Regions from separate parts of the Mus musculus genome. Here regions 2, 3 and 4 are each linked to region 1. The links are chromatin contacts, called in public HiCAR-type and HiChIP or PLAC-seq maps. All regions are on one chromosome and are shown on one strand. The core of a region is the stretch at or near the end of the contact, and the rest is flanking DNA. Distances in the headings are between cores, read along the strand shown. Region 1 has its middle 43 kb from the start of Irf4. Region 2 has its middle 31 kb from the start of Gm35109. Region 3 has its middle 20 kb from the start of Uqcrfs1. Region 4 has its middle 20 kb from the start of Gm35158.

Evidence for each region. HiChIP or PLAC-seq counts read pairs in DNA pulled down with a chosen protein or histone mark. HiCAR-type assays count read pairs that join an accessible place to other places.
Region 2: a contact with region 1 is called in a CTCF HiChIP or PLAC-seq map of CD8 T cells, with 7 read pairs. The contact joins two enhancer-like sites. A contact is called at or near these places in 1 of 15 datasets of contacts at CTCF or cohesin (CD8 T cells), 2 of 484 Hi-C or Micro-C datasets (bone marrow-derived macrophages and nephron progenitors), 4 of 115 datasets of contacts at active chromatin or transcription factors (CD8 T cells, effector CD8 T cells, memory CD8 T cells and 1 more) and 1 of 9 other capture datasets (embryonic stem cells).
Region 3: a contact with region 1 is called in an H3K27ac HiChIP or PLAC-seq map of CD8 T cells, with 24 times the contacts expected there. The contact joins two enhancer-like sites. A contact is called at or near these places in 1 of 15 datasets of contacts at CTCF or cohesin (CD8 T cells), 2 of 484 Hi-C or Micro-C datasets (bone marrow-derived macrophages and nephron progenitors), 6 of 115 datasets of contacts at active chromatin or transcription factors (CD8 T cells, Th17 cells, effector CD8 T cells and 2 more) and 1 of 9 other capture datasets (embryonic stem cells).
Region 4: a contact with region 1 is called in a HiCAR-type map of Th17 cells, with 3 times the contacts expected there. The contact joins two enhancer-like sites. A contact is called at or near these places in 1 of 15 datasets of contacts at CTCF or cohesin (CD8 T cells) and 4 of 115 datasets of contacts at active chromatin or transcription factors (CD8 T cells, Th17 cells, effector CD8 T cells and 1 more).

The regions. Positions count from the first base shown.
Region 1 is chr13:30,790,428-30,794,850 of GRCm38.p6, forward strand. It overlaps a transcript of Exoc2 not described here. Among named protein-coding and RNA genes, the nearest start is that of Irf4, 43 kb to the left of the region's middle. Within about 2 kb of position 2,069, at least 66 of the 459 cell types and tissues checked have an H3K27ac peak or open chromatin away from gene starts, as enhancers often do. A contact at or near this core is called in CD8 T cells, Th17 cells and bone marrow-derived macrophages, where this site is marked.
Region 2 is chr13:30,581,288-30,586,139 of GRCm38.p6, forward strand. No RefSeq gene overlaps it. Among named protein-coding and RNA genes, the nearest start is that of Gm35109, 31 kb to the right of the region's middle. Within about 2 kb of position 2,149, at least 27 of the 459 cell types and tissues checked have an H3K27ac peak or open chromatin away from gene starts, as enhancers often do. A contact at or near this core is called in CD8 T cells and bone marrow-derived macrophages, where this site is marked.
Region 3 is chr13:30,562,849-30,567,198 of GRCm38.p6, forward strand. No RefSeq gene overlaps it. Among named protein-coding and RNA genes, the nearest start is that of Uqcrfs1, 20 kb to the left of the region's middle. Within about 2 kb of position 2,278, at least 14 of the 459 cell types and tissues checked have an H3K27ac peak or open chromatin away from gene starts, as enhancers often do. A contact at or near this core is called in CD8 T cells and Th17 cells, where this site is marked.
Region 4 is chr13:30,637,381-30,642,243 of GRCm38.p6, forward strand. No RefSeq gene overlaps it. Among named protein-coding and RNA genes, the nearest start is that of Gm35158, 20 kb to the right of the region's middle. Within about 2 kb of position 1,496, at least 3 of the 459 cell types and tissues checked have an H3K27ac peak or open chromatin away from gene starts, as enhancers often do. A contact at or near this core is called in Th17 cells, where this site is marked.

The DNA of each region.
Region 1 (4,423 bases), core at 819-3,318:
CCCAACTTGTTTTTCCTTTTCAAATGACTACGATGATTGTGTTTGTTTTGGGTTTTTTTTTTTTTTCTTCCTCTGTTTTTTCTCTTCAGAGTTTGAAGTAGCCAGGTTCATTAGAATCCCTGTAAACCAGCTCGCTATGACTGAGCTGGCCTGCTCACTGGCTACTTCAGTCCTGCTGTTTCCCCAGTGGAAGATAAGAAAACCCACAGGTGAAAGACTAGAAGAGCTGTGCCTCACTCCTAGGCATAGTCTTTACAGACCAGAGAGCCTCCCTCTAGAAGCTGGCACAGGCCCACAGGGCCCTAGAAATACAGATGGGCTATGCCAGCGATATATCACCTGTAATAAAACATGGCACTGTAAGGTCGGACAATTTGACAAGTCAGTGGGCTTTTGGGGACCGAAAACCCAAACATGGGGGTCCTGGTGATGAGCCATGGGGAGATATGAACCAATCAGAAATAGGAAGGATAGCTGCTTTAAAGCTCCAAGGCTCTGGCTTCAGGTCAAGAAGCCAAGGTTGTGAGTGCTTAATGGTATTTAAACCCAAGCTGGGGGTGGTCTTCAGCCCTCAAGAAAGGGTAGCAAGGTCCATACACCGAAGTTTGCTGAAATAACTGGTCCTGTGGGATCCAGCGGGGGGGGGGGTGGTAGGGGGTGGGAGGGTGTCTTTGGGTCTTCAGCAAATTCCAGTACTGAGCCTATGGATGAAAGTAGGGACAGGTGACTGGATGGAGGATCACAGGTAAGAAGTGGGAGCAGGCTTTATAGCCATCTTGACAAGGCCCTACCCCATGCAGCTTAGCCATAGTTTACATGATGGGCTTTGGTGGAGTCTGAGAGGCAACCAGATTCAACGCTGCTGCATTTTCCTCTGGAAATGTTTTGAGCCTGTATACTGGCTAGTTTTGTGTCAACTTGACACAGGCTGGAGTTATCACAGAGAAAGGAGCTTCAGTTGAGAAATGCCTCCATGAGATCCAGCTGTAAGGCATTTTCTCAATTAGTGATCAAGGGGGAAAGGCCCCTTGTGGGTGGGATCATCTCTGGGCTGGTAGTCTTGGGTTCTAAAAGAAAGCAAGCTGAACAAGCCAGGGGAAGCAAGCCAGTAAAGAACATCCCTCCATGGCCTCTGCATCAGTTCCTGCAGCTTCCTGACCTGCTTGAGTTCCAGTCCTGCATCCTTTGGTGATCACCAGCACTGTGGAAAAGTGTAAGCTGAATAAACCCCTTCCTCCCCAGCTGCTTCTTGGTCATGATGTTTGTGCCGGAATAGAAATCCTAAGACAGCCTGTCTCTTAGCCTCCTGCCCCAGGTTCTAACTCCTGAATCTTCCTGAGTTTCCAGGTTTAGGGCTTCCAGTACCCTCCAACACAACTCTCAGGACTTGCTTGCCTGGCTCCCTACCTAGGATAGCTGAAGAGTGAGAAAACATATCTTGGGGGGGGGGGGGGAAGACAGGGCCCAAGGCAGAGGCGCTTCTGAAGAGGAAGCCCAAGCAGATGCTGCCCTCCACATGCAGTGGGGGAGACAGGCAGGAGCCCCAAACATGAGCTGGATGGAAGCCCATTCTCTTGGAAGCAGCTGGGCAGTTCTAGTGTAGACAGTATTCAGTATACAAAAGATGGTGGTCAAAAGGAACCCGGTTGACAAGACACTTTGTGTATCCTGCAGGCTGTTTCCCTTGACTCTGTCTTCCTGGTTTGTCCCCCTGTCCATCCATCCATCATTTCAGCTTCCCAACTTGGGTTGAAGTAGGTGGCCCCAATGGTCTCCTAAGTGAGGTATGAGGCGTGAGGAGCCCTCCTGGGCTGCCTCAGGTTGGGGACAGCCGCCAGCACATCCTCCTCACCTCTTTAACCTATTTAGTGAATGACTTATGCAATTGAAAGAAAGAAAAAAAAAACCCCAAACCAAACAACAACAGTAACGCAAGCAAGCCACAGCCTCACTGAGTTCCACCAGGAAAGTTAACTTTCTTGGTGGAAAGAGTGATACAGAGCTTAATCCTGTTTAGCTGGCACAGGCAGCTGCCACGGCTCTGTGAAAAAGAGGCGCGGCTGGCCTGACTCAGTGGAAGGAAGTGGTGTGTTTCCATCGCTGAACTAAAAAACAAGGTGGTTTGAGGAACGGCCTGCGTGTCTTTGGCATTTCCCTGTCTTGTTTATGAAATGAGGTGGGAATGAAGTCAGGGTTACTCTAATCTCGTCTTTTACAAGAAACCAAGAAGCCCTCGGTGGAAGGCAGGCTGGAAGCACTGGGGAAACTCAAGGGCAGTGGGACAAGCAGGGGGCTGATATGCTGCCTGCCTCTCCAACAACTGAATTTTAAATAGCCGGCCACCCTTGCCTTATCATTGAATCGTAGGCCAAGAAGTGATCTTATTTAAAACTGGACACACACACACACACACACACACACACACACACACACACACACCACTCTCAAGACCCAAAAGAACATAGGCACACACTGAGGGGGACCATGTGAGGATAAAAGGAAACATTATCTCCAAGCCAGAGAGTCTTAGGCAACCAGCCCAGTCTATGATCTGATCTTATATGTCAGCTTTAGGGATTATAAGCAAACGGTCTGCAGTAGTCAGTGCTGTGCAGCCTGGTGTTTCTTACAGGAATTCAGCATGCTTTCTAGAGTCTGATTTTTGCAAAGAAGCCTAAAACCTATTGAAGTGGATCCTCATTTACAGCTGAGGAAAATAAGCTTCCCTAATTTGGGCCCTCATACCCAACAGGAACCAGTCCTATTTCCCAAGTGTCCCATACATGCCTGATTGGGAGGAACAAGGGTACAGGAAGGTGTGTGGCCAGGTGGTTTCAAATGGGGACCAGGAAAGCACAGAGCGGCTGTTGCTAGTGCCCAGGAAAGGGGCAGAGGCAAAGGAGGCAGAATGGGCTGACTGGACTGGTACCAAAGGTGGCTGTGGGTTGGGTCTCTGGGCCGAGATCCAACTTCCACTGTAGAGGGTGCCCTGCCTGGTCAGGAGGCCATGGTAGAAAAGGGGGCAGTGACAGGCTACCCCAGTGTCAGCGAGGACAGGATGAGAGCCATGGGAAAGCTCTGGCTGCCCCTGACTTAAGAAAGGGATTGTCGTATCTGTGGTAAGACAGAGAGGGGAGGACCAAGAAAGATCCTAGGCATGTGTAACTGCCCATCTGATGATCAGAGACTTGCCAAAGGAGCTGTACTGCCAACACTACCTGGAGCTGGGGCATGGCTACAGTGCCCAAGGTCGTGGCATCAAGACCCTAGAGCTGCCAAGAACAGTGCCAGGGAGACAAAGAGAAGATAGTGGCAGGGTGAGGAGAAGAAGCACAGGTGACCAGGAAAGAAGTGACCAGGAAGCCAGGGAGAGCCATATCTCATGGAGTGCTGCCAGGACCCTGAGTCAGTGATCCTGGCAGCTGCAGTTTGGGAGTAACCGATGAAAGTCAGAGAGACAAGATGAATTGTCAGAATGCTGAGTCCGGGTGATTTGAGGAGTGACTATACGGAGGAGAACTGAGGGACTTGGCCAGTGTAGGGGTGCCCTGAGAAGAGAGACTGTTTCTTGAGGGAACTAGTGAGGCGTTTGTGCCTGTGAGAACGATGCGGTACAGAGAATACCTGCTAATGCAAGGGGTCATGTAGAACCACAGGTTATAACAGCCTGGAGGGCATGCAACGGGGCCAAGCGCCACCTCCCACTTCTTCCCCACTAGGAAGACCCAGTTCTGTTCTCCTTCCAAGAAGCCATGGCACTTACGGGAGGCCCCTAAAGTGACTGAGTTCTCACCAAGCAGAGATGTGACATTTCCTGGCAGGTGGGGTGGTTTTTCCACCCTCCTGTGAGCAGAGACTGCAGGAATTTGCCTGTCTTTCTTCTGACCCCAGACTTACCACCATGCACAGCAAGTACTTTGGGATCTTAAGGAGACTGTTTGAAAATCAGAGTAAACAAGCGGAAAATGACAGTGGGTTGGCTACTTGGTGTCCCTGGCCACTAGAAACCAAACGCTAGCCTCTCGTTAGGTGAGACCGTGAATGCCACATGGGTCAGCTTTTTTCTTTCTTTCTTTCTTTCTTTCTTTCTTTCTTTCTTTCTTTCTTTCTTTCTTTCTTTCTTTCTTTCTTTCTTTCTTTCTTTCTTTCCATGTCTTTGATCTTAGAACTAGAGCATAGAGTGTCCTCACCTATGTTCTGAAAGAGATCTGACAGCATTGTATCACATCAATAAATAACTGAGAAAAACCAACCACCTTAGAAAGAAGAAGGGTTTTCCGAGGGTCACTTGAGAGGGCTTCGCCTGTGGTGTGCTGACTTCCACTGTAGTAAGCACTATAACAGCTTGTCACATGGTGGAGGGATACCACTTCCCTCCTGGCTGGGAGTCAGAGGCAGGCTAGGAGTGCTACAATCTATTTCA
Region 2 (4,852 bases), core at 899-3,398, 210 kb before region 1:
ATATAAAATCTCATTGTTATATGGTATTCTGTTATTTGAATAAAGCATAGCTACCTCTTTTATTTTACTGTTTTACATCCAGGTGGTTCGTAAACATTAGCTGTTACTTATATACACATTTCTTCTAAGCAATAGACAGTATCAGTTCCCAAAAACTGCCCTACTATTACATCCCACAGAGTAGTAACCATGCATTCCAGTTGTTCACTAACTTACTCCCTTTTCATATTTTCTGAGTTTTCAACTTAGCCATTTTGTTAAGCATGTAATGAATGTAACTTTAGGGGAAAAAAGGTCTTTAAGGGGAACAAAATGTGTGATCTCCCTATGAGAAATGACCCTGTGAGTATTTCAGGGCATTTTCTACTATTCAGAGATGAGCCTTTGAGAAATGAGGGTAGTCTGGAGAAATGGCTCAGCGATTAAGATCATTTAGATGTTCTTTCAAAGGACCCAGGTTCAATTCCCAGCACTTTAGATGCTTTAGAACTGTCCTTAACCTAATTCCAGGGGATCTGATACCCCATTCTGGCTTTCAAGAGCACTGCATGAACATTATTCACAAACAAAGGGGTAGGGAAAAAAAACACACCTAACTACATAAAATAAATAACACTTTAAAAAGACAAGAGGGATTTTTTTTTTCCTTTCCGTGGTCATTTGGATCAGCTTTTCCCTGGAGCCAGACCCTTACCAATTAGGTCCAAACCGTCAAAACCATCTTCCCTTGCCTTCAGAGAGTGTCCTATCTGGTCCTCTGAGTTCTTACGAACACCTCTGAGGCAAACAGAGCCTTCCTGAGTCTTCTTGGTTCTGACAATGGGAGGTGAGGTGAAGCTCACTGATAATGCACTCTCCTAGCATGTATGAGGTTCTGGGTTCAATTCCCAGCATCCACACAAAACCCTGGTAAACAGTACTTACTGAGTGCTGCCAGCCACTGTTCTGGGGCGGAACACAGAACAAAGCACTGTGCTTGCCACTCAGGGGGAGGAGGAGCTAACTGGGTCTTCTCAATAAGCCCATGTTTTCAACTGCCTGTGTTTGAAGCAACAGAAACAGAGCTCTGCATTTTACTTCTTGAGGTGCCCCGGAAGCTCTCAGGTTAAAAAAAGCATCTGGAATAATTTATCATGAAGTGAAAAAGGAGCTTCGGGCAAGCAGCCCTCAGCCACCCATAAATGACAGTACTGTATCACTACAGCGGAAGATGAACTTATTGATCTCGCAAGGGAGTGTAATGAACCGATGCTTGCTTGGTGGACACGGCAGCAGACAAAAAACTATCTAGCCACATAGTGCATGTAGTGGGCAGGAGAAGCCACAGAGTGGGAGACAGTTTCCAGAAAAGGGAAGCTGGAGTTGCATTTTCAAGCCATGTTGCAGACAGGCCCTGTGGGTGGAGCACCCATCCTGGGAAGATGAACTTGCTTCATGCCTGGTTTACAGCTCCTGGGTGCTTTTCATGGTCATACTGTGTTCCTCAGGGCACCCCCAGAGGGAGCTGCATAGCATGCTTCCTGTTTTATAGGCACTAGTGAAGGTAACTCTGAGGGTGGTGGCCATGGCTATGATCCTATCATGCAGGAGGCAGAAGTAGGAGGGTATCAGCTCACTAGATCCCTTCCAGTCTCAGACGTGTTTCCCTTTATGTAAAAAAAACTACCTCTTTATTCTTCTTCTTTCATAATGAAGGGTCAAAGGGTTGGGGAGGTGCTCGATGGTAGATGGGTTACCCAAATATAAGAGGCCATGGATTTGATCCTCTGTACTGGGGATGGGGGCCAGGCAAGGACGTTTCTTTACCTGTTTGAGTCTTCATCTCTGGCACCCAACATTCCTTAAAAGTACAAGCATGCCAAAAGAGTGACAGACAGTTGCTAAATTGGTCATCAGAAAAGTAAGTGACGCCTTCAAGGGAAAGCCAAGTTCCAACAGGGATTCATGTGCCTGGGACTTTGTACCAGTCTTTGGCTAGTTAAATGTCACCATCTGGACAGTGGGAAACTGCTGATTGTCACTCACTGAGTGTCTCCTGTGCAGAGGGACTGTCCTTCCCACTTCCCCAGTGTCCCCCAAGCTTGTGCAGGCTCTGGTTACCTGTTCTATTTCAAAGTAGCCAGGGTGTGGGCTAGGAGTTCCCCCAGAAGGAAGAAAAGGGAAGAGCTGTGTTCTGAAGAATGACCGGAGCCTCCACATAAAGGCTTCTCTTCTCTGGGGAGCCTTCGCTCTGTTGCAGCTGTGGAAGGCACTTCACAGGTCCATATCAGCAGGCTCTATGGAGATGCTCAGAAAACTCCTTCTTTTCTGCCAGCCATTAATTCCGTCCTTGTCCTGGACTGAAGAGTGGTGTTTTCCTTTGCATTTTGAGAATAGAGCCTTGACTAGCTCTAGCTCTGTTCTGTGTGTCCCAGTTTGAACCCTGAATCAGCAGCTACTTCTCAGACTACTTCAGGTTTGGGCCTGTGTTGAGGACAGGGACCACGCTTCAGCAGAAAGGTCAGTGATGTTCCAGATGTAAGAAGGAAGGAATCTAGAGATGTGAGTGCTCAGGCCTAATGGGGGCAAGGGTGTGTCTGTGACTTTTCCATTGGTGAAGTCCTGGACCACTAGGGAGAAACTTAGGAGATCACAGGAAAAACCCACAAGGGTGCCTCTCTCTGTGGAGAGGAAATCACCAAGTTGATAATAGTGAGAGAGAGAGAGAGAGAGAGAGAGAGAGAGAGAGAGAGAGAGAGAGAGAGAGAGAGGAGGATAGTACATAAGTACATACCAGGAAACCAAGCCATAAATTATGAAAGTATCAGTTACTCCCTGAGAGCCCCTGTTTTTAACTGACTTCTGTTGGTGGGGGAAGGGAATAGATCTATGTCTCAGGACTTTGGGTAGTAATTGCACATAGCAAAGCATTTCTTTCTTAATGTATAGGAAGAGCCAAGCTCTGGCTGAAATCCCATGAAACTGAATTAATTGTCTTGTCTTTTATTCTTCACTCCTGGGGAGGTCTGATTTCTCTCAGGTATCTGTGGATCTCCCAGAAGGCGAGGCTCTCCCAGGCACTGTGACTTCCATAATAGACTCCCTGGTGTCACTCTTCTCCCTCCGGGTCTACACATGTCATTTTGTGTGAATCCCATAGCCCAAAACCTTTACCTGAAATTTGAGATGTTTTCCCATAGAGTTTAGGGCATGAGTGCTCCCTGCTTTGCCCCAGGATCAATGAGAGGGTACCTTATATGTGTCCTTTCTCTTTCCTCCTACCCATCTCTGGGTCTATGCCACCATCCTGTGCAAACTCCACCCTCCCCTCCCCCATCAGCTCCACTAACTTCCTTCCTTCTTTTTATTTTGAATATTATAATTTAAAAAATTATTGCTTAATTATGTGGATTTTAGCCTATATGCATATCTGTGTACCATGTGTGCTCCCTGGTACCTACAGAGGCCAGAAGAGGGTGTCACATCCCCTGGAAATGGAGTTACAGATGGTTGTAAGCTACTCTGTGGGTACTGGGAATATATTTTTTTTGGCTTGAATTATGGCTCAGTGGCATAACATGTGCTTAGAAAGTTCCTAGGTTTCATCCCCAAATCACCAAATAATTCCTGTGGTGAATTTAGCACATACTAAAATGAGATAATCTCAGCATTTGCTCCAAACTGATTCCTCCAAGCTGGCAGTTCTCCCATCCAAGTACTAACCAGGCCTGACCCTGCTTAGCTTCCGAGATCAGGTGAGTTCAGGGTGGTATGGCTGTAGACACTGGTAATTCTTAATCTTCCTAATGCTTCAATCCTTTAATACAGTTCATCACATGGTAGTGACCCCAATCATATATATTTCATTAGCACTTCATAAATGTACTTTTTCTACTATTACAAGTCATAATATAAATATCCGGTATACAGAATTTCTGATACATAACCCTGTGTGAAAGGGTTGTTCGATCCCCAAAGGTGTCTTACACACAGGTTGAGAGTCAGTGCTCTAAGCTAAGCACAGTGGTGACTGTACTAAGCTAAGCACAGGGAACCTATACAATTCAGGAGGCCAAGACCAGAAGATTACTTGAGCCCAGAGGCCAGCCAGGGTAGCATCATGAGACTTTAAAACAAGCAAATGGGACTGGAGAGATGGCTCAGTAGTTAGGATCATTGACTGTTCTTCTAGAGGTCCTGAGTTCAGTTCCCAGCAATCTTAATGGAATCTGGTGCCCTCTTCTGGTGTGTCTGAAGACAGTAACAAGTGTACTCATATATATAAAATAAATAAATCTTTTTTTTTAAAGCAAATGATGAAGTGATTTAAGCACACATTTCTGTAAACATGTGATGGCCTGTTTCATATTACCTACCAATATCTGCATGAATTAAGGTGTCTTCAAAGATGAGAAGCAGTTTCCAGTATAGAAAAAACGAACATAGGCAAAAATCTTCTGTCTAGCACACAAGCTACCCAGCTTCTCTGAGGCAGTATCTTAAGTCTGGAATAGCACCTTTTATATTTGTTTATGTGCTTATCATACTTACTTGGGCCAGATGTATCTTTTTCTAATGAAGCAAACTGTCCAACAGCATCTGGCAAGATGAGTCAGAACCAGCACCTTCCATAGTTCTCAGGCAAAAACCTCCTGGCCCTCAGGCAAAGCCCCTAGGGGCAGAGAGTCTCAAGCTTTCACACCTCAGACAAGACACTCCCTTCTGTGCTAACAGCTCAAAGGTCACCTTGAATGTCACTGTGAGCACAGTGGTTGGTTGCCTCTCTAGCTCTCAAGCAGTGTTTAGATGTAGGAACTAGGAAGCGGAGGAGCATGGGGAAGAGTGATGAAGAGGGATGCTGCTCCGGGCCAAT
Region 3 (4,350 bases), core at 1,028-3,527, 230 kb before region 1:
CTTTTTGGGAAAGAAACTCTAATTGACCTCAGTGGGCCACGAGACACGAAAGGAGACACGAATAAGGCAAAGTGGAGATTTGTGGAGAAGAAAGATTCCAGTAGGGGGTGAGACGAGCATGGGGGAAACTGTCTGAAATTCATTGTACAAATGTATGAAACTATCAAACAAATTATAAAGCGAGTGACCCTGTCACAAGGGCACCAAGGCAGAAAGTAAACTCTCCTTCCTTTCAGGATTCCATATATCTTTTCCACACTGAGGTTCCCAACCCAATGGTCATGTTGGGGGAGTCATCTGTTATGTGTGTGGACTCTGAAACACATACTGATCTTCCATGCATCAGATAGCTACTGAGATAGCTGTACAGTAATGTATACCACTGTGGATACGAACTTCCATTTCAGACCTGGAGAACCAGATGAACTAGTTCAAAGTGAGACATCCCAACCAATCCCAGTGGCCCCTTTGGTGAGCAAGCAAGGACTTGTGGCTCACCACGAGGTCAGATCCCTTCTCTCAAACCTCCTAAGAAGGGCTATGCACATAATAACCAAGACCCTTTGGCTTTGCCTTTCTTCACATTCATGTTTTCTTTTAAAGGAAACCTTATACATATAGAAGAAACAGCAATGGCATTAGAGGTCATCTCCACAGAATGCAGGGGGCCAGGTGTCTTCAGTTCTAGGCAAGAAGAAACCTTGAGGTTCCAGGAAGTCTTGTCTGTCTAAAACAGAACACTGCCAGTAGAGGTCATATCTAAAAGCAAAGATGGCAAATGTGGTCTGTCCTGCCCACCACCAATATCTATGTGTAGGGATGGCTTGGTTCTTCTTAAAAAAAATGTAAATATTAACAACAAAAAGTCTTTGGTGTAACAAAAGTGTCTGCTGGGACATTATTATGTTAGTCCATTTCTGAGGGATAATTGTGTTTGTAACCCTGAGGGGTTTGCCTGAGGCCCCCAGTCAAAGAACACTTGACTGGTTGGTGAATCCCCCTGTGTTCTACATTCTTTTGCATGCCCAGCATCAATCCGAGCATACTGCTTACCTGTGGGAAGTGGGACAAGGGGAACAAACCTGCTGCTGAGTGATTGTTTCTGTGCTACACCTAACAATGCTCTTTGTTTCTATCCACAAAGCAGTAGCAAGCTGGCTTGGTAGCTTGTACACAGAGTAAAGTCAAATATCGACCAGTCTTTAATCTTACTGTAGAAACCAATTTGAATTTATTTTGTATTTCGTTCCCCAGACTACAGAGAGAGGCAATATGGATGATGTTTGTGTAGTATATCTCTATTTCCAGTTCTACAGAGAGCCTGTGCTGGACAAACTGGTGGATGTCCCTCAGTAAAAAGACGGGGAAACCAGCGGTATCTAAGCCTAAAGCTCTTCAAACATGCAGTTTGAAGGATGAACTGGCCTTTTGCAATGAAATATCCTTTTGGTTAAAATAGCAGCCATCAAATCCATAACAATGTATTGAGTACCTGCAGAACAGGCCTCTTTATGATTGGTTTCTAAAGTTATCGCATTTAAATGGTTGGCCCTCCATGTTCCAAGTCTCAAAGTACTTGCACATATATCCGTTGCTCAACAAAACTCGGTCATCTAAGACCATGTTGTCACCCCTATGTCTGGCCATCAGTGAACACAAGTAACAGCTGTGCTTTATTGAAGATTGTTCCAGACCCTCTTGCAGGCTCCTTATGCAAGCAAACTTGTTCACTACCATAGCAGCTTTGTACATAGGTAATACAATTGTCCTCATTTTATGGCTGATTAAAGTGAAGCACAAAGAGGTAAATATGCTCCCAATCTCCCTGCTCCTGTTTGGCAATGTTGGAGTAAGAAAGAGCAGTCAAACTCCAGATCACAGCACATACTACTAGAATGTACCATCTCAAAGAGGAAAATGAATCGAAGGAGAGAAAGCCATTGTGTAGAAACTGTCGGGGTAGCCAGGGGCAGAGCTGAGATCCATGCCTAGCTAGCTTATGAACGTTACTGGGACTCCAGGACAAAACCTACATCCAATAATCACAGTGTGCCCAAAGATGCACCGTGAGATGTTCCTGTGGTCTGAAGAGCTATGTAACTCTTCCATCTTGGGTTTCTGGTAACTCTCGACAATGTCCCCTGCCCAGTAGCCAATACTAATGTCACTTTCCAGTAGCCCACAATTTCCAATGAACTAGTTGTAGAGAGCTGGTTCTTACAGCCTAAGAGGTCTCCACTAGTGCCCTCAGCCTTAAGACGTGATTCAGAGACAGAGGTTCTGAAGCAAAGGGCAGACTGCTGGGTTCTAGTCCTAGCACTGTGTGACTCAGAGTCAGTCACTTCCTTTCTAGGAACATTTTCATCAGAGGGACGATGGGAACCAGAAGCCTCTGAAATCCCCATCTCCTCACTGTGTCCCCCTAGCACACATCTGTGACTGTTTTGGAGACCCCTTCTATATCCCTGAGTGCCTACCCTGAGCCTCTCCTGGGCTTCCCAATAAGTCATACACCAGGACCTTTTTGCCCTGTGTTTTATCCTCTCAAGACCCTGTGCTGATCTGTGACTAAGAATGCTTATCTCTTTATCACAGAAGCTAAATGGTTGTCGTTTCTTAATAATTCCCTTCTCCCAGGGGAACTCATGCCTCAGCCCTTTTCTTTTCTCTTCTTTTCTCTTCTCTTCTTTTCTTTTCTTTTTCTTTCTTGTCTTGTCTTGTCTTTTTTTTTCAAAGTAGAATTTTTATTAATTCTCTGGAAGTTTCACACCATGCTCCCCAATCATATTCACTCCCCAGCCCTGTGTTTGCCTTCCCAGTTGTGACCTCTCCCCTAAAAATATTTTAAAGATAAAAAAAGAGTAAAACATCTAATGTGTGCTATCTGCATGTACTCACTGGAGCTTGGCCAAACTCTCCCTAACCTGCCCTTAAACAGAACTGAGTCCTTCCCCTGCCGCACTTCCACCAGAAGCCATCAATCGTGGAGAGCTACATCAGCATCCTTATCATACTCTTGAGGTGTTCTCTTCAGTGGCTTCTAGTCTAGGCTGTTACTTTTGGGGAGAGAGGGGGTTGTGAGGGATAAGGGGTGTCACTGAAGTTTTCCACACTCCTCCCCCTCAACTATGTGTCTGCAGTTATTGATACGACAACCAAAGTAATCTCCTTGATCTTTGCCGTCAGTGCAAGCACAGACCATGTGCCTTCACACTGTTTCTGGAGACCATACTGACTACGAGCATGGTCCCCTCCTGCAGTAGGGGCCCAGACAAGTAGAACAAGGCCCTTGAAGGCAGCCCAGACCATCGACATCAACACAGCCTCTGGTGGCAGTGCAGGCCACAGATGGGCACATGGCAGAAGAGTGTGCCTGCCAGTGGATGTGTTGATGTCTGTGGCACGTGCTACCACCAAGGGTCATGCAGATGCCCATGGTCTGTGCTGTAGTCTAAGGCCATGCTGACATCCGTGGGTTGTGCTGTCCCTGGAGCCATACAGATATGAGTGGCCTGGACTGTCACCCAAGGCCATGCTGATGTTTGGGTCCATGCTGCCACCAAGGGCCATGCCTAGGTCCAAGGCCCTGCTGCAGTCAGGGTTGGTGTTGATGTTCGAGGCCCAAGTTACCATCAAAGGCCTTGTGGATTCATGGGCTGTGCTGCTACCTAAAGCCCTGTTGCTGCCCATGGGCTGTGCTGCTGCTGGGGCCCATGTCTCAACTCTCTTAAGTCACATCTATCAGAAGCTAATGCTCACCCCTGTCCTTTTAGAAACAAAAGCCGAGCTGGAGAAAAACAACCTTGCAAGTGTTGGTCTTTTGTTCCATGGTTATACAGAAGCCTGAATTTGCTAGCATTGTATTTATTGTTAAGTCATCAAACATGTATTTGTTAAACATTTACTACATGTACCCAAACCCTCCAATCCATCTCCACACACAGAAGGGTGACAAACCACACCGGGACATCCAAGAAGCCTCTCCAGTGGTCGGACCTGAGACTTTCATCCCAAGAGACTTGGTGGCTCTTCCTCGAAGCTCTGGGCCGGTGACAAAGATAGGCCAGTCAGACCACTTGTGTGCAACTGTAGCGTTGTCTTCTTCACTAATCCAGGAGCGACATATCCTCTGGAGGGAGCCAGAGGACTGTGGAAGAGGCCCCGACCATGCACAGCGACTTCTGCATGTGTCCTGCCATGGTCTCATGTTCTCTTCTGGATCAGAGTTGTGGCCAACTTCCTAAATCATTGATGTAAATTGTAAATAATCCTAAAAATAAGATTTTCTTTCTTTCCAAGTAGCTTATTTCCCCATGTTTAATGTAGAAATGGAATATGTATCCACTGGTA
Region 4 (4,863 bases), core at 246-2,745, 150 kb before region 1:
AGAAAGCTGATACTGAAAATTATAGACAATTTCAAGTGGCCCACAGTAGCCAAATTAATCTTGAGAAATTGTGGTCTAGTAGATTCTTTAGAACCTTGACTGTTGTGTCTCCTGCCACTGCAGATAGCTAGCTTCTTCCTTTTCAATTTGATTTCCTTCTTCTCCTTATCTGATTTTTCTTACTAGAATCTTTGATACTGAATCAGAGGTGAGAGCAGACAACCTTGTCTTGAAGGGAGACTAGGAAATCTAAAAGGGAAAGGTTTTCAGTCTTTCACTATTGAACCTGATGTCATCTGTATGTTCCACAAATGGCTGGTAACACATCTAAGAAGATGTATAAAAACTCCAGCTTTGTGAATCATTTTTAAGCTTGAAGCCATACTGAATTTTATCAAATGCCTTTTGCATCAAATGAGATGATCACGTGTTTCCATTCATTTGTCCTGTTAATTTTAGATTGTTTGGTGGGCATACAAAGTGATGGTCTAATTGTGACATTTTCATATGTACATCTCACTAAGCTGTTCCTATCCTCCCACACATCTCTTCCCCTCCACCACCCCCTTGATGCCCTACTAACTTAATAGATCTAATATAGTGATTATTTTCAATATTTCTTTTAACCACCTTTGTTCGTGGTGGGTAATTCTCACTGACTCAGTGTGTAATGTCATATATCATATGATTTAATTTGCTAATGTTAGGTTGAGATTGTTGCATTTGCATTTTTGAAAGATATTTGTCTATAATTATCTTGTGGTTTTTTTTTTTTTTAGCCTTGCTCTTCATGTGATGGTGGATTTTTACAAGTTAAGATGGTTTTCCTCCTCCTCTACCTCCTCCTCCTCTTCTTCCTCCTCCTCCCTTCCTCCTTGTTTTACAAGAGTTTGTAAAGAACTGTTATTGATTATTCTTAAACATGGAATAGAATTCACCACTGAAGCTGTATGGCCCTGGATTCTTTATTGAGAGGTATTCACCCTTGATTCAATCTTTGGTGACAAATCTGTAGAGGTTTTCTATTTCTTTGTATGTCAGTTTGGATAATTTATGTTTCTAGGAATGTGTACAGTTCATTTAACTAACTTATCTGATTTGTTGGTACATACTGTTCCTAGTAGTCATGTCTAACATTTCATTTCTGTAAAGCTAGTACTAATTTCTCTACTCCTGTTTCTGACTTCACTCTTTTGCATCTCCTGTTTTCCCGCTTTCTGTCTCAGTAGACCTGTTGAAAAGTCGGCTACCTATATTGTTGACTGACTCTATTTTTTGCTCTAGGTTTCCCTTATCTCCAGTCTGATATTTGCTATTTCCTTCCTCCTTCAGGTTTTGTAGATGAAAGTTGGTGTTTTCTTCTCCTGGTGTGTGGTATATATCCTCAAGGTGTAAAGGTGCTTTGTCCACTCACGTTTGTCTAGGTTTAATAGGCGGGCACTTGGATTATACAGTTGCCTGTCAGCTTTGCCTTTGATGGGTTCTTAAATTTAGTATGCTGTTTCTGCTTTCAACCATTTCTGAGTATTTCCCCATTTCCCTTCTGATCTCTTCTTTGACTCTGTTGTACTTTGAAAACAGGTGGTTCATTTTCACACACTTGTGATTTTTCCATTATTCTACCATGCTCTGGGTTTCTAGCCATGGTTTCATTCCACTGTGGTTGGAGTAGACACGATCTATCTTGGAGAATGTTCCATGTGTGTGTGAGAAGAAAGCATATTGTGTATTTCTTAGGTGATCTGCGTGATTGTTGGATTTAGTCAGCTCATCCTGTTATTTAAGCTCTCTGCTAAGCCACCTTCTGTCTGATTGTTGCATCTATTATTTAAAAGGGATATTGAAGTCTCCAAGTCTTGACTATTTTTTCCTTCATTATATTACTTTACTGATGGGTGTCAGTCTGGTGCTGCTATGTATTCAAATGCTAAATGCTGGCCCCAAAGATCTGTTTGCCCCCATGAGCAGATCCTCATGTACACCAAGTGATGCTATATAAACCTTGCTCTCCAATGTAAAGTTATAGGTTAAATAAAACAAAAGTGGCTACAGCCAATTATTTGGGAGAATAGAAGTAGGTGGGGTTTCTGTTACTGAGCTGGGTGTCTCAGGTAGGAACCACAAGAAGGAGAAGGAGATGAAGGAGAAAGGAGATGGGAGAGCAGAAGGCTTCCATTATATGTGATGGACCAGGAACATGTGGTCAGAAGAAATGAACGCAGAGGACAGGCTGATGGAGTGGAGCCCCAGAAAGACTCAAACAGCAAATAACGAGGGACGTATACCTGGGATGGAAGTTACAATAACTCATGACTTGCCCAATCTAGGCTTATAGCTTGTAAAGAAGACCTGGATTTTGTGTCTTTTATACAGACGCGGATGAGCTAGAATATATAAATCCCTTTTACAGATGAAAATTAACGTGGGAAGCATATAACCGAAACCTTTTATTTCATATTCGGCTATTAGACTGAGCCCTGGGTAAAAGATGGTTTCTAGCCAAAGAACAGATAAGAAAAGCCACATACATTTCAGAGGCACTCTGTTAAGAGAAGCCTTTGCTTTTCAGCAAAGCCAGCAGGGGATAGCAAGCTGATTCTGCACTAGGGTCACTTTTGGACTGTAGTTTCTCAATGCACTGCCCAGAGCTATGGCCCAAGGACACATCTGTCACCTGCCAAGGAAAAAGCACTCCCTGGCTAGAAGTTAGCTGGTGCAAATCAAAGAGCAAAGGGAGGTTCCAACTAAGGAGCTGGAGTTAACCACCATGAACACATGTTGGTCTGAGGAGTATATAGCCACACAAAAGGATAACAAGAACCTGTTCCCAATGCTACACTGCGACTGAAAAAACCCAAACTTCTAAACTGGGTATAAAATTTCATAGGAAGAAATATATACTTGTCTCTGAAGGAAATGAGTGTTAGAAAAAATATTTTCTATGTTTTCTATGTTAAAAATAAAATTAAAAAGGGGGCAGGGGAGATGGTTTAGCAGTTAAGAGCACTGACAGATCTTCCAGAGGTCCTGAGTTCAATTCCCACAACCACATGGTGGCTCACAACTATCTGTTATGGGATCTGATGCCCTCTTCTGGTGTGTCTGAAGAGAGCAACAATATACTCACAATAAATAAATAAATATATCTTTAAAAGAAAGAAAGAACAAAAGACAGACAGACAGAAAGAAAGAAAGAAAGAAAGAAAGAAAGAAAGAAAGAAAGAAAGAAAGGAAGACACAATGTCAATGGACATATGGATTATATATAATTTTGCTATACTTATCAACATAAAAATAATTATTTTTTCAGTAATGATTACAATTTTATATATCCTTTTAAAGATAGATCAAAATAAGACAGACTTGGAAAAAGGAAAGACTGAGAAATTAGATGCTAATTTGGAGACCATAAAATAGAGATTGGACAATTTTTGAATCAAAATAAGAAACCTTGAGAAGATTCCAATCTGGAACTTACAATAACCAAACAAGTAATTCCAGATTTTTAAAAAGCTACAAAGGCTTAAAGAATTAAAATAGCAGCCCATAAAAATACAATAATATATTGAGCCAGGCGTGGTGGCGTACGCCTTTAATCCTAGCACTCGGGAGGCAGAGGCAGGTAGATTTCTGAGTTCGAGGCCAGCGTGGTCTACAAAGTGAGTTCCAGGACAGTCAGAACTATACAGAGAAACCCTGTCTCAAACAAACAAACAAAAAATACAATATATTACATTGAAAATCCACATTCTACTTATGGATACTACCTTAGAACAATGTCATACAATGAAATGTGTGTTTAATCTTATAGAGTTTGGAGAACTGAGATAGGTACATGTGTTGACGCACCTTGCTACTGATGCATATTCAGAATTCCAGTGGGTCTTGAATTATGAAAAGGATGATTCTGAGACTACACAGCTACTAGAAATGGTGACTGTCTTGTAAATGCCTTTGATGGTCAGAACTAATATTGCGCAGGCCGATATAGTCATTAGAATACAACTGTTCTAAATACATTATGGCAAAAAGCCTGTTCCTGATATAGTTTACAATCCTACAGGTCCAACCATTATGGAGAAATCAAACAAAAATTTAAGGGAGGTGTTCCTACAACAAAGGGAGGGTAAAAATCACCCAGGGTTACATTAAATGATATTTTGTTGACTTTAAATATTTTACAAGTCAATGAAGCAAGTAACACAGCTATTTTTTTTAAAAAACTCACTAAGATTTAGAAAGTACTGCTGAATTATATTAGCCTATAGAAATCCTGATTACAAAATGGAAAAAAAGGGTGGTGGGTTGGAGATGAGGTGGGGACACCATTGTGAACTATGCATGCATAGGTACAGAAATGATTATAGGCATCAATGTATTCCATGCCTCTGAAAGGGGTGAGATTGATCAGAAATAACTACTGCATGCTGCCTTGATTTCCAAATAGTCTTCAACAAAAGAAAGAAAGAGAGGGAATATGGAAGGAGGGGGGGAGGGAGGAGAGGTGGGAGGGAGGGAAGGAGGGAGATAAAGAAGAAAGAAAAAAAAAACAAAAGGGAAAAATATTACCAAAGGACTACAAATATTCACCCTGTAAATCAAATATAACCACATGTAAATATCAGAGAAACCTAAATTGAGGAACAGTGTACAAATATGTCTCCCAATTACTAAGGTTGTCATAAACAAAGTCTAAGTATCTCTCACAGACACTTGGCCTTCTGGGGCCTGTGATTATTCCTTCCTTTCTACTCCTACTCCTCTGCTGAATGTGAGCTTTAATCCATGACTTGTCTGCGATGAGTCGATGAGTCGTATACAGGAAAGGGGAGAGGCAATATTACCTTGGGGAAACTGGAAAAC